Linked DNA regions of Sus scrofa: region 2 is linked to region 1. Evidence: chromatin contacts called from public Hi-C data. All regions are on one chromosome and are shown on one strand. Each heading gives the region's core, a stretch centred on a gene start, on an enhancer-like site or on the middle of the called end of the contact. The rest is flanking DNA. Distances are from core to core; before and after follow the strand shown.

The links. Hi-C and Micro-C count contacts between places; a contact is called where the count stands out from the background.
Region 2: a contact with region 1 is called in a Hi-C map of liver, with 4 times the contacts expected there. The contact joins two enhancer-like sites. A contact is called at or near these places in 2 of 5 promoter capture datasets (fetal liver and liver), 30 of 47 Hi-C or Micro-C datasets (adipose tissue, alveolar macrophages, blood and 16 more) and 1 of 2 datasets of contacts at active chromatin or transcription factors (skeletal muscle).

What each region holds. Positions count from the first base shown.
Region 1 is chr16:4,110,654-4,117,003 of Sscrofa11.1, reverse strand. All of the region lies in intron 8 of ANKH (progressive ankylosis protein homolog), which reads left to right. Among named protein-coding and RNA genes, the nearest start is that of OTULIN, 51 kb to the right of the region's middle. Within about 2 kb of position 2,328, at least 3 of the 83 cell types and tissues checked have an H3K27ac peak or open chromatin away from gene starts, as enhancers often do. A contact at or near this core is called in liver, where this site is marked.
Region 2 is chr16:4,387,194-4,393,410 of Sscrofa11.1, reverse strand. No RefSeq gene overlaps it. Among named protein-coding and RNA genes, the nearest start is that of ANKH, 120 kb to the right of the region's middle. Within about 2 kb of position 4,545, at least 2 of the 83 cell types and tissues checked have an H3K27ac peak or open chromatin away from gene starts, as enhancers often do. A contact at or near this core is called in liver, where this site is marked.

The DNA of each region.
Region 1 (6,350 bases), core at 1,079-3,578:
AGATGTTGCATTACTCATTGATCTGCCAATCAAGCCCTCACTGGAAATGTGACCATGGATGGGTGCCTCTGTGTAACTGAATCACTTTGTTGCACAGCAGAAGTTGTCACAACCTTGTGACTCAACTGCACTTCAGTAAAACTTTGTTTAAGAACAGCATATAAAAAATTTTTAAAAACCTTCAATCTGTAGAAAAAAGAGAAAGAAAAGAAAGAAAGAGAAAGAAAGGTAACTGTATGGAGTTCCCGTCGTGGCTCAGCAGAACCAAATCTGACTAGGAACCATGAGGACGCAGGTTGGATCCCTGGCCTTGCTCAGTGGGTTAAGGATCTGGCATTGCCATGAGCTGTGGTGTAAGTCACAGACGCAGCTTGGATCCCACGTTGGCCAGCAGCTGTAACTCCAGCAGGTGTAGCTCCGATTAGACCCCTAGCCTGGGAACCTCCATATGCTGTGGGTGTGGCCCTTAAAAGCCAAAAAAAAGAAATGTGACTGTAACACATATGCTAACCAGAGAAACTTCATGTTAAGGTTGTGTATAAAAAGGCTGAAACCCTTTGGGTCAATTTCTACAGAGGCTAATACAATTCTAAAAAGAAGCAGCTAATGATCATGGAGACAGAAGGTGTGTCTATATACTCTATTCGAGATGATTGTATCTTGAAATACAAATTAGTGTTTCAAAATTCAAATTTAGTTTGAATTTGAAACACTAATTTGAAAAAAAAAATTCAAAATTAGTGTTTCAAAAGTGAAAATTTCATGGTCAGTGCCTGGTCTTCAGAAAAAGAATCATAGTCTGTCAAAAGAGTGGGGTACGGGTTGTCTATTTTTTTTTCTTACTTTTTTTTAAAGAATTTTTTTGGCCACACCCGCAGTGTGTGGAAGTCCCCGGGCCAGGAATGGAACCCTCAACACAGCAGTGACCCAAGTCATAGCAGTGGCGATACCAGGTCCTTAACCTGCTGAGCCACCAGGGAACTCCTAGAATTATTTTAGGTTTACAGAAGCATGGTGAAAATAGCACAGAACTTTCACCTCACAATCTTACTGTGCTGTGGTACATTCGTCACAACTGAGGAACCAACCTTGGTACATTCTTATGAACGAAACTGCACAGCTTATCGAGATCTCACTAGCTTTTTCCTCATGTCCTTTTTCTGTTGTAGGGCCCCATCCATGTTACTACAGTACAGTTGTCTCCATAGTCTCTTCTGGTCTGTGAGAGTTTCTCAGACTTTGTTTCTGTGGCCTTCCCAGTTTCAAGGAATACTGGTTGGGTTATGTGTAGGATGGACCTCAATGTGGGTCTGTCTGGAGTTTTCTCATGGTTAGACTGGGCTTAGGGGCTTTGGGGAGGAAAACCACATGCGGGAAATGCCATTCTCATCACATCTTATCAAGAGAACCTGCCAGCAACCGAGCCATCCTGATGATGTTGACCTTGATCGCCTGGCCAAGGTCACGTTTGCCAGGTTCCTCCACTCTGAAGGCCTTCTTCCCCCTTTCCATCCTGACCTCGCTTTGGAAAGAAGTTACCATGGTCAGCTCACATTTCAGGAGTGGGGAGATATGCCCCCCTTCCTTGAGGGTATCCAGATAAATTACTTGGAATTCTGTGCTGGAGATTTGCCCTTGTTTATATCAATATGGACTCATTGGTATATATTGTATGCTGTGGAAAGTAATTCAATACTACATCTCTTTTTTTTCTTTTTCTTTTTCTTTTTTTGTCTTTTTTTAGGGCCGCACCTGCGGCATATGTAAGTTCCCAGGCTAGAGGTCCAATAGGAGCTACAGCTGCCGGCCTACGCCACAGCCACAGCAGTGCCAGATCCGAGCCACGTCTGCAGCCTACACTGAGGCTTACCAGAACGCTGGATCCTTAACCCACTGAGTGGAGGCCAGAGATGGAACCCTCGTCCTCATGGATACTAGTCGGGTTTGTTACAGCTGCACTAGGACAGGAACTCCCAATTATTCTTTGTTGCTCAGGTTCTTCCAGCTTTGCCACTGGGCGCTCTTTCTTCTGGACTCTTGTGTCCTTTAATACATTATTCCAAGCTGATCATCTTGTTTATTTACCACCCTCGTCTGAGAATGAGCCATTTCTCCAAGGAGCCCCGGTTCCTTTTATAGGAAAATAAATAGAAAAACCAAGATCTGGGCACTGAGTGGGTTGTTCTGTTTTGCTGGCTGCTTCCTAATGAGATAATGTTGACAGCAAGCTCTTCATTGGCAAACCCAACCCTGCAGCTCCTCCGAGGAACAAATCATGTTCACTGTCAGTAGTTTATTAGCTTTGTGTTCTGGTTTGGAAAAGTCAATGTCATTAGGCTCTGCAGATATTTGAAGAACCCAGCATGCCCTGGTCAACTGGCAGGACATGTTCTGAGTCAAGACTACTCAAGGTGAACTCTCCTTGTGAGGTTAATTTGTAGAACTTCTTGTCTTCTGAAACAGATTGGTTAAATCTGATCTGGTTATGATGCTAGGGCTCAATCTGTTTCTTGGGGAAAGCTGACCTACAGATAGGTATTGCAGCTCTTAATCAACACCATACCTGCTTCTGCGTTGCATGTTTTCCTTTCTGGGCAAGGTAGGAAATAGTCACTTTTTAAAGAACTTGCTGGAAGGCAAGGAGCATTTTCATCCTGGAAGCATGGTCTTGCTCAGTGGGTTAAAGGATCCGGTGAGCTGTGGTGTAGGTTGAAGATGCGGCTCGCATCCTCATGGATACTAGCTGGGTTCTTAACCTACTGAGCCACAATGGGAACTCCTGCTCATTTAATTCTTTACAGCTTTACTGCTATGGAATCCTGTCCCAGTGCTGTCCAGTGTCATTGAGAAGGTGTGATCTGAAATTGCCACCAGATCTGGGCTGAAGGTGTGAGTGACAGCTCACCATTTCAGGCTGGTACTTTAGCCATGGGAAAAGATGGCAGGGACCACTTGTCCAGGCCACTAGGTGAAAAACCTCTGAGCTCTGAGTTGCTAGATCTAAGGAAGTTTTTTCCCTTCATGTCGAAGATGGGGTGTGAGGAGTTCCTGCTGTGGCTCAGCAGCAATGAACCCAGCTCGTACCCATGAGGACACAGGTTCAATCCCTGGTCCCACTCAGTGGGTTAAGGATCTGGCACTGCCGTGAGCTGTGGTGTAGGTCACAGATGCCGCTCGGATCCTGCGTTGCTGTGGCTGTGGTGTAGGTCAGCAACTGCAGCTTTGATTCAACCCCTAGCCTGGGAACTTCCATGTGCCATGGGTGCAGCCAGGAAAAAAAAAAAAAATCATTGGGCCTCTGAGGATTGTTCCCCACAATAGCTGTTCTCCCAACCTGCCCTCTCTCCTTCTCTTACTCCAGGGTCTTCACATCTTTTGATGGATTCAGACTGTGGTCCACTCTGAGAGCTGAGCAATGATGCCCTTTCATTTAAAAAAAAAAAAATTAGTTTTTCCCAGACTTAATCATTGTCTTAGTTATCATTTTTCTTAGCTTTCTGGAAACTAAGCAGTCATTACTTTTTTTTTTTTTTTTTTTTTTTTTTTGTCTTTTTGCCTTTGCTAGGGCCGCTCCCGAGGCATGTGGAGATTCCCAGGCTAGGGTCTAATAGGAGCTGTAGCCACTGGCCTACACCAGAGCCACAGCAACTAGGGATCTGAGCCGCATCTGCAACCTACACCACAGCTCATGGCAACGCCGATCCTTAACCCGCTGAGCAAGGCCAGGGATTGAACCCGAAACCTCAGAGTTCCTAGTCGGATTCGTTAACCACTGTGCCACGACGGGAACTCCAAAGCAGTCATGACTTACCACTCATTTATTCCTACCATTTCCTGTAGCTGCAAAACCCCCCTTTCATGTGTTCACACACATCTTGTTTCCTGTTTCACCTCCTAAGGAAGCATCTCTGGGAGCCTTCCAACCCGCTCCAGGACGGAGAGCTGACCTGTGGGCCTTCCCGGGAGGAGCTCCCTTACCCTAGGCTGGGGGCTTCCTGTGCCTTTGGTCACTGTGATCAACCCTGTATCTTTCTTTTTCTGCATCTATGGCTCCCTTGCTTAGGCAAAGTATACCCTCAAAAGCTTCTTGAAAAAGTATGCATGGAGGGTAAATTTTTTGAGACTTTAAGCATCCAAAAGTGTCTTTCTTCTAGATAACCTTAATTGACAGTTTGGTTTCAAGTTCTAGGGGATTTTCCCTGCTAACTTATTGCCCATGCCTTCTCTCAGTGCTGGATCCCTAAGTGTCTAAAGCTGGCAGCTCTGGAAATCCAGTGTCAGCCCCAAACCTTGTCCAGTGCCATATGCCCAGTGGGTCTTTTTTCACCCACTGTGCCATGTCCGCATGATGGACCCTTTCAGGCTTAAAATTTATATCGTTCAGCTCTCAGGTTTTCACTGTCTGGAACTCATAGTATTTGAATCTTAGACGTCTTACGCTGGTCCTTTATTTATATTTTTAAAATCCATTCTTATGTACTTGCCAGGTCTTCATTTTCTGCTTTATCTTTGTGGTAGGTTTCCTCAATTTTATCTGTCATTTAGTGAATTTTTCATTCCTGCTTTTTTTTTCTTTTCTTTTCTTTTTTTTTTTTTTTTTTTTTCATTCCTGGGATGTCTTTCTTGTTCTTTGAAATGTCTTTTTTTTTTCTTTTTTTTTTTTTGTCTTTTTGCTATTTCTTGGGCCGCTCCCACAGCATATGGAGGTTCCCAGGCTAGGGGTCTAATCGGAGCTGTAGCCACTGGCCCACGACAGAGCCACAGCAATGCGGGATCCGAGCCGCGTCTGCAACCTACACCACAGCTCACGGCAACGCTGGATCGTTAACCCACTGAGCAAGGGCAGGGACCGAACCCGCAACCTCATGGTTCCTAGTCGGATTCGTTAACCACTGCGCCATGACGGGAACTCTGAAATGTCTTTTTAATATCATTTCCATTCTGTTCTTGGCTAGAGTGTCTTCTTCAGTCACTGGAAATATCAATGGGGAAAAGTTCTCTTCCTCTTTCTCTCCCTCCCTCTTCCTTCCCCCTTTTGCCTCTCAGTATTGTCTCTATTTCCTCCCAAGTTCTTTTCCTCTTTGCTTTAGTCTCTTCATATTGAGTCCTTCCTTCAAAGCCCGGTGATCCCTGGCTGCCTCCTCGGTTTTAGGGGTGGGGCACTAGAAGCTGGCTGGCAGCTACGCACAGGTGGGTGAGGTCTCTCCTTGTGTGGCCCTCACTGATGGCTCGTTCTGGTGGGGGTGCTCCTTTGTCAGGAACCTCCAGCTTTCGGGAATTTGCAGTCTTCTCTCTTGAGCTGGTCAGGTTCCTCAGAGAGCACTCTGATCTCCTGCCTGCAGGGGGCCAGCCTGAACTGGTTTCCTGTGTCCCAGGAGGTGAATAGAAGAAGAAGGCCAGAACATTCCATATGCCATCCATCCCTTAATTCTTCTGTTTCTGTGCAGTAACTGCCCTCACCTGTGCCTGTTTTGCTTTGTTCAGAGACTAAAATCTAGTAAGTTCAAGGAGGCATAGTACTACACCAGCTGAGCAAGGGGAGCAGAAGATGAACTAACTAGACTCTCCTCCAGCCTGCCTTCACCCCACTTCCAGAAGGGCCTGCCTTCACCCCACTTTTGGAAGAGCCTGACCTCACTCCACTTGCAGAAGGGCCTGTGGCCGCATCCCCTGATGTGTACAGATGGGAAGGGCAAGAGAAAACTCCCTTTCTCCTGTCAGTTTAAGGACTCTGTTTTCTCACGTCTTTTAAATCAGCTTACCTCTTTCCCACCTGCTTCCCCAGATTCCAGATGTTGAGGCTGTTGTCTCTTAACTAGATCTCGTCTCTTCCTCTCTTAACTAGATCTTGAGCAGCTTCCAGGCCTATCATTAGATATTAGCATTTCCATTTTTTAGCAGGTGTGCTGACTCAGGGTGGTTCTGCATGCATCCAAATTCAGGTCACTTTTCACTATTGGGTTAAAGCTGTAAAAATTGCATTCATAAACATGTCCCCCCTGAACTGCTAATATAACTGCTAATGCTAATATCATTAGATATTAGCATTTCCATTTTTTAGCAGGTGTGCTGACTCAGGGTGGTTCTGCATGCATCCAATTCAGGTCACTTTTCACTATTGGGTTAAAGCTGTAAAAATTGCATTCATAAACATGTCCCCCCTGAACTGCTGAGCTCAGCCTAGGTGAGAACCCTTCCGCAAAAGCACAGTCTTCCCCCCCACCCCCCGCCACCCCTGGTTACCCACTCAGGTGCCTGTCCCATCTGCCCCCTGCCAGGCCCCCTCTGGGGCAGAGGTGATGAGTAAGGGAGGGCCCGTGTTGTCTGGCAGCTGGAGGACCGGCTTGCCA
Region 2 (6,217 bases), core at 3,296-5,795, 270 kb before region 1:
ACTAGTATCCATGAGGATGCAGGTTCCATCCCTGGCCTTGCTCAGTGGGTTAAGGATCCGGCGTTACTGTGGCTGTGGTGTGGAACAGAGGCTACAGCTCCAATTCGACCCCTAGCCTGGGAACCTCCATATGCTGTGGGTGTGGTCCTAAAAAGACAAAAAATGAAAATAAACTATTTTTTCCCTAGTAAGAAGCATGATCCACACGATAATTTTGTCTGCTTCGTTCACTTCGTACTAAACCAGGAAAATTCACTCTGTACTAAACTAGGATTAGAAAAGTGACTGCCATATAATATTTTAGATATTTCCCCTTTGGAAAAACATACTCCTTTTCAATTTATTTTGCAATAGCCCTAGGAAATAATGCCTTATTTTCTGTATATCCCACCTTGAACTCAACATGTCCAAAACCAGACTCCTCACCTTTTCCATCTTCTGGACTTTCTGATTTGGGTGGTAGTCGGTACCAGCAAACACCAAGATAGCCATCTGGAAGACATTCCACTATTATCCTGTTTATCTCACTTCATTTTGAATGTAGGTTTAGTTGTTTTCCATCTTCACCTGGCTTGAGTTTAGTGGGAGCAGAAACCTGCTTTATCTTCCCCACTATTGTGTACTCAAGGCCTGGCACCATATCTGTCATGTACTGGGAGTTTAATAAATATTAGTTAGATAAATGTTACTGAATACATGCTAGATGCCTTCCTTTCTCTCATGCCTCCCTTTCCAAGAGTCATCAAGTCCCTGATTCTCTTCCTAAATGTCTCTCTCATCAACCCTTCTTCCTATCTCCAGCTTGGCCCAGGCTTTTCTCATCCTTCACATTAATTCTTGCAATAATCTTCTAAGGGGGCCCTGCCTCACACGTGCCCTGCTCCCTTCCATCCTTCTACTCAACCCCATGACTTCCTGAGGATCTGCTGTCAACACTCTAATGGAGTCCCTTTGCCTAAAGCACGGCATCTCACCTCCTTTACAAGTTCTGAAGCTCACGTCTTCCCCCTCAAATGCCACTTCCCCAACCAGGCCATAGCATTCATGCTCCCCATTTCTCAGCTGGCCCTATCCTGCCTCCATACCCCTCCCTGTGCCATGGCCTCCACCTGGGGTGCTCCCGCCCACCTGTCAGGTCTGCTTAATTAACTCCTGCTCATCTTCCCACTGCACCAGGACATACCTTTCCGACAGCCGTCACTGAGGTGGAGCCCTCTGTCCCCCTTCGTTCCCCACCTGTGCCTCAAGGTCAGGAATCTTCTGTTTCCTCTTAGAGCCTCGCCCGTCCCTCTGTGACAACAAGCCCTGGAAGTGTATTTGCTGAACCAGAGCTTAGAACACATCTTCATTTATGATTCTACATCTTTACCCCACTGGCTTTTAGTTTCATTTGTTACTCAGCTTTTAAAGCTTATGAAGTGTTGAATTTTTATTTTCATAATGACTTTAATGAAGTCTTTCTTTTCAAAGCTCACATCAAAATGGTATTGAGATAACTGGGTCGGGAGAATGGAAACCTAAGAACTGACTGAATTTCAGTCACTCTACCAAGACATGAGGTCTCCGTGCCTGGAAAAGTCAAGGGCAGAGGGGGAGACTGACTAAATTCTCCTTGCCCAGAATTGCCCTGCCCCACAGACAGTGTTGCCCATCATCCTGGCAAAAGGTACCCATATCTCTCACCCAGGACCCCTTGCTATGGGCTGAATTCTATGTTAAGTCCTAACCTCCATCCCTCAAAATGTGACTACCTTGAAGGTAGGATCTTTACAGGGGTGATTAAGTTACAATGAAATCATGACCCAAGCCTCTTTGTCTCTGAGCCCACTTCCACATCTAGACATCTGTAACATGTCCAGAACTACAACACCTCTCAAGGGTCGTGGGGAGGAATAAGTGGAAGGAAATCATGGACTCCAAATCAATATGACTAATGTCATTGAAGGAAGAGAAAATTTTTGGACACAGACATGCTCAGAGGGAAGACAAAACGGGGAAATGGCCATCAACAAGCCAAGGGCAGAGGCCTCAGGGAAAAACTAGACCTGTTGATACCTTGATCTCAGAGTTCCAGCCTCCAAAATTGTTCAAGCCACTCAGTCTGCGGTCCTTTGTTTTGGTGGCCCTGGCGAACTAAAAATATGCTAATATTTGTGTGTCTGTCTTTCCATACTTATGCCTTTTGCAATAGTGGAGTCGTCATACTGTTTCACAACAGGCTTTTTCGTGTAACAGTGATCATCTTTCAATGCTAAGCATGTTTAATGGCCCAATAGCCCTTTTGGACATAACACACCATATAACCTTCTTCAAGAAGCCATGCCTTGTCTTTCCAGTACATTTAAAAACACAGTTGAATTCAGTAATTATCCTTTTGAAAAGTGGGGACATCTTCCCATCAACTCATCTCCCCAATTTGACTTCCATTTAGAAAGGAAAAGGAGAGATCAGACCCTAACACCTCAAAATCTTCCTACATCCTCTTCCTCTGCCCTTATCTTTCTCCAACCCACCTGGATCCATGTCACTCATGGAGAATTGATGATTCTCCAACATTCTGGGAAGCACGAACTCATAAATTCTTCGAATGCCATAGATCTTAAGCAATTTATTTGTAATTATTCTTGAAAGAAAAGGAATGTTCCTAAAAGTAGCTTAGAATTCACTTGGAGTTGGTTTATAGATTAGAAGTGTGAAAGTCAAGATACAGCGTGGCTTATTATATTACTCTTGCTTTCATGCACCTTCCTTGTTTTACGTTTGGCTTTGTTTTCTAAATTAGAGTGAAAACATCTTATAACCTGTTTTGAGCCCTGTATTGGGCTTTGTTCATGAAAGACATGATATTGAAATGAGTTCAAACTGGAGCTTTGGTGGTTGCCAGACCTCTTTTCAAATTCTTCTCTATCAACAAACCATGACAGGTGACCCAAGCCTCTGTGTCTCTGAGCGCATTTCCACACCTAGACATCTATAACATGTCCAGAACTGCATCACCTCTCAAGGGCCGTGGGGAGGAATAAATGAAATACAAAATATTTAGTGTGGTGTCTGACACATAGTTGATATTAGCAAAAAAGAAAAAAAAAGAAAAATAGAACTTAGAAAGATATTTTCTTGTGATGGCCCCTATAGCTTTACTATAAGGAAATCCTACATGCTGAATGAAAGATGCATATCTTAGATGTATAAAGCATGCTGACTTAGTATTTTGTCCTACTCTTCACTGATTGATTGGTGAAAAGAGCATGACCTAAATTGTAACGTTTGTAAGAAGTTAAGGTAGAATATGAGCACAGAAATTAATGGATTCCTTATTGTTGTCACAAGAGCATGTCCATGAATGCTTTTTAAATTTTCTACTCAAAAGATACACTTTCATGAATAAACAGTGTAGCTGCTGTTACTGGGTTTTATTGACTCTCTCAGTAAATATTGCAGGGTTTCAGAAAGTAAATTTAGGCAGGGACAGAGAGTTTCAAAGCTTAGAGTTCTTGTTGTGGCTCAGTGCGTTAAGAATCTGATGCTATCTCTGTGAGGATTCCTGGCCTTGCTCAGTGGGTTAAGGATCTGCATTGTTGCAAGCCAAGGCATAGGTCACAGATGCAGCCCCAATGTGACACTTAACCTGGGAACTTCCATATGTAGCAGGTGCAGCAATAAAAAGAAAAAAAGAGAGAGAGAATTATAAAGCACAATATTCCTTAGGTTGGAGGCCCTGGGAACCACAGATAAAGCTAAGCTAACTTCAGCCATTCAGGAATGTTAAGGGGTCTATCCTTTTGTGTAGAGTGGGCTTTTTAACCATGATTATGTAAAGTCATCTATTTCTGCATAAACTGGCAGAACAACAGTTTTAAATAAAGACACTTTCTCTCACAAAATTTTACCTTAGTATTTTAAGAATTGGAATAATTTATGCACCCATTGTAGTGTAAATCAGCCAATTTTTTTAGGGAATTTGAGTGTTCTTTGGGAAAAAAATTACACATCACACTTCCTCTGCTAAAAAAAATAATAATAAGTCATCTTAGTTACCTTTTAATTTTAGCTTATCTATCTTTTCTCCAGTTCACACCATAGTTTTGCAGGACTCCGCCCCTTTCTTCTGTGCCTCAACAAACTACCTCTGATTATCAGGTCAAGGGCCTGGCTCTGACCCAGAATCCACTGACCCACTTGCCCATATGCCTGATTGATCTAAACATTCCACCTATAACTCTGAGACTTCCTGAAAGTACCTAAAAGAAACCAAAGGCCACCCAGCCCTTGAGCCAAGACAGAATTTCCTCTGGAATCACACTGAACTAGAATAATTCTTGACCATCTTTGTTAAGCAATTGTTTAAATGATTTAGGGATTGATGTGTTAAGGTAGTATTTCCTTTCCGACATAAGGAAAGAGAAGCCATAGAAGAAGACAGACTTTTCTTGTTGAGAAATAACTTTGGGCTTCCATTCACCCTACATCACTGCATCAGGCAACTACAAGAAGCCAACACTGCCAAAACACACTGACTAAATGGAACCACAACTCTTCCTGACATGCTGGACACTCAGCCTTTGGATGACGCAAGATTGTTAGTCAGGCGCAAACAAGAGTGGCCCTTGACAAGCTTTACTTACTTGAATTCCAAGCATCCACCTACACCGTACCAAGCTTATAATGGTAAAGACTGTATTCATTCCTTTGTCCATTGATACAGCATTCATCTCTTGAACAAGATTGATTCTAGTTCAAACCATGCTAGTTACGGAAAGAATAATTTGAGTGAAGCACATCCATGGTCACCCATCAATGACACACAATCTAATGGAGAAGAGGACAATTCCAAAACAATAAGGAAACTCAGTGAAAAACAACGACCATATAAAAAAAAAAAAATCTAACCAAGAGAACAGAGGGAGGAAGCAAAGCTCTCTTGGAAAAGGCAATGCCTGAATTGAAAGTTACACTTGAAATCTCAGAGATCTCAGAGGTCCAAATACTTTCACACACTCAGGAAAGTCCTTGTGTTTCAAGGAGATTACCTCTCAAGCCAAACTGTTCCACAAACACTCTCAATTCCCACTGGAAAATGGGCTCCAGAGCTGTGATTTCTTTATGGATTTAAATTTTGTCCATTTTGCTTTTACTTCTTCTCCTCTTTGGAATGAAACCATAAATCCTGTTCACAAGATAGGTATTTCTTGACTTGCAAGACTTTGGTTCGGCAAACATCCATTTCCTGCTCAGTTAAATAAGGCTCTCACAGATGCTAGATCTCACCCTCCTGTCAAAGCCATTAGACACATGGGCTGCGGTGTTTGGACAGACTTGAAATAGGAATGTTGAGTCCCGACGGGTGTGTCCTGATGTGATAATTGCTTTTGGGACAGGTTATTGTGTGTGGCTTTTGGTCCAAGACATTCGGCTTAAAATACATTTTGCATATCCTGCAAATCATTTGGAAAAAAAAAAAAAAAGTCTTGGTGAACTGCTTATAAAATTCCTAGCACGGGCTAGCCATATCCTCAAGTATTTTGTTTTTCCATTGGACCCAACTTCCCAAGAGTTTTTTTTTTTTTTTAAATAGAGACTTTAAAGGCAAATTTTATTACTCTCATAATAAGGGTTGAGAAATAAGCACACTAAAATGAGTCATCCACAGTTGCAGAAAGAGTTAGAGGCAAAATCTACTGGTAGATGTGGAGTTCAAGTGTCTCTTCATTAGATGTTTCTGCTTCTTACCTTATCCTTCCTTAAGATATTTTTCCATGTTTACGATATAATGCAACACATCTGTAAAACTGAATGCAGAAAAAAAGGACAAAGTTATTGATACTCCAGGATTGTCTTGGATTATACAATTCATTAGACATGAACATCATGTCTTTAGTTACATTCGATATCATATTTACACTACCCTTCAATGTAGCGTGTTGACTGCCATAAATTCAGCCTGTTTCTGGTCTCCATAAAGTACATTTTAAAGCTGTATTGATACTGTTAAACTGCTTTCATGTAAATATATTGCTCTATTATTTTTAATTTATAGTCCGTACCAGTGAATATTCAAGAAATATACCATCAGTGTCACAGTTTGCATCCCAGTGTTCATAGGAGCATTATTTACAATAACTAAGACATGGAAGCCACCAAAGTGTCCATCAAGAGATGAATGGATAGGGAGTTCCTGTTGTGGCTAAGTACGTTACAAATCCGACTAGTATACATG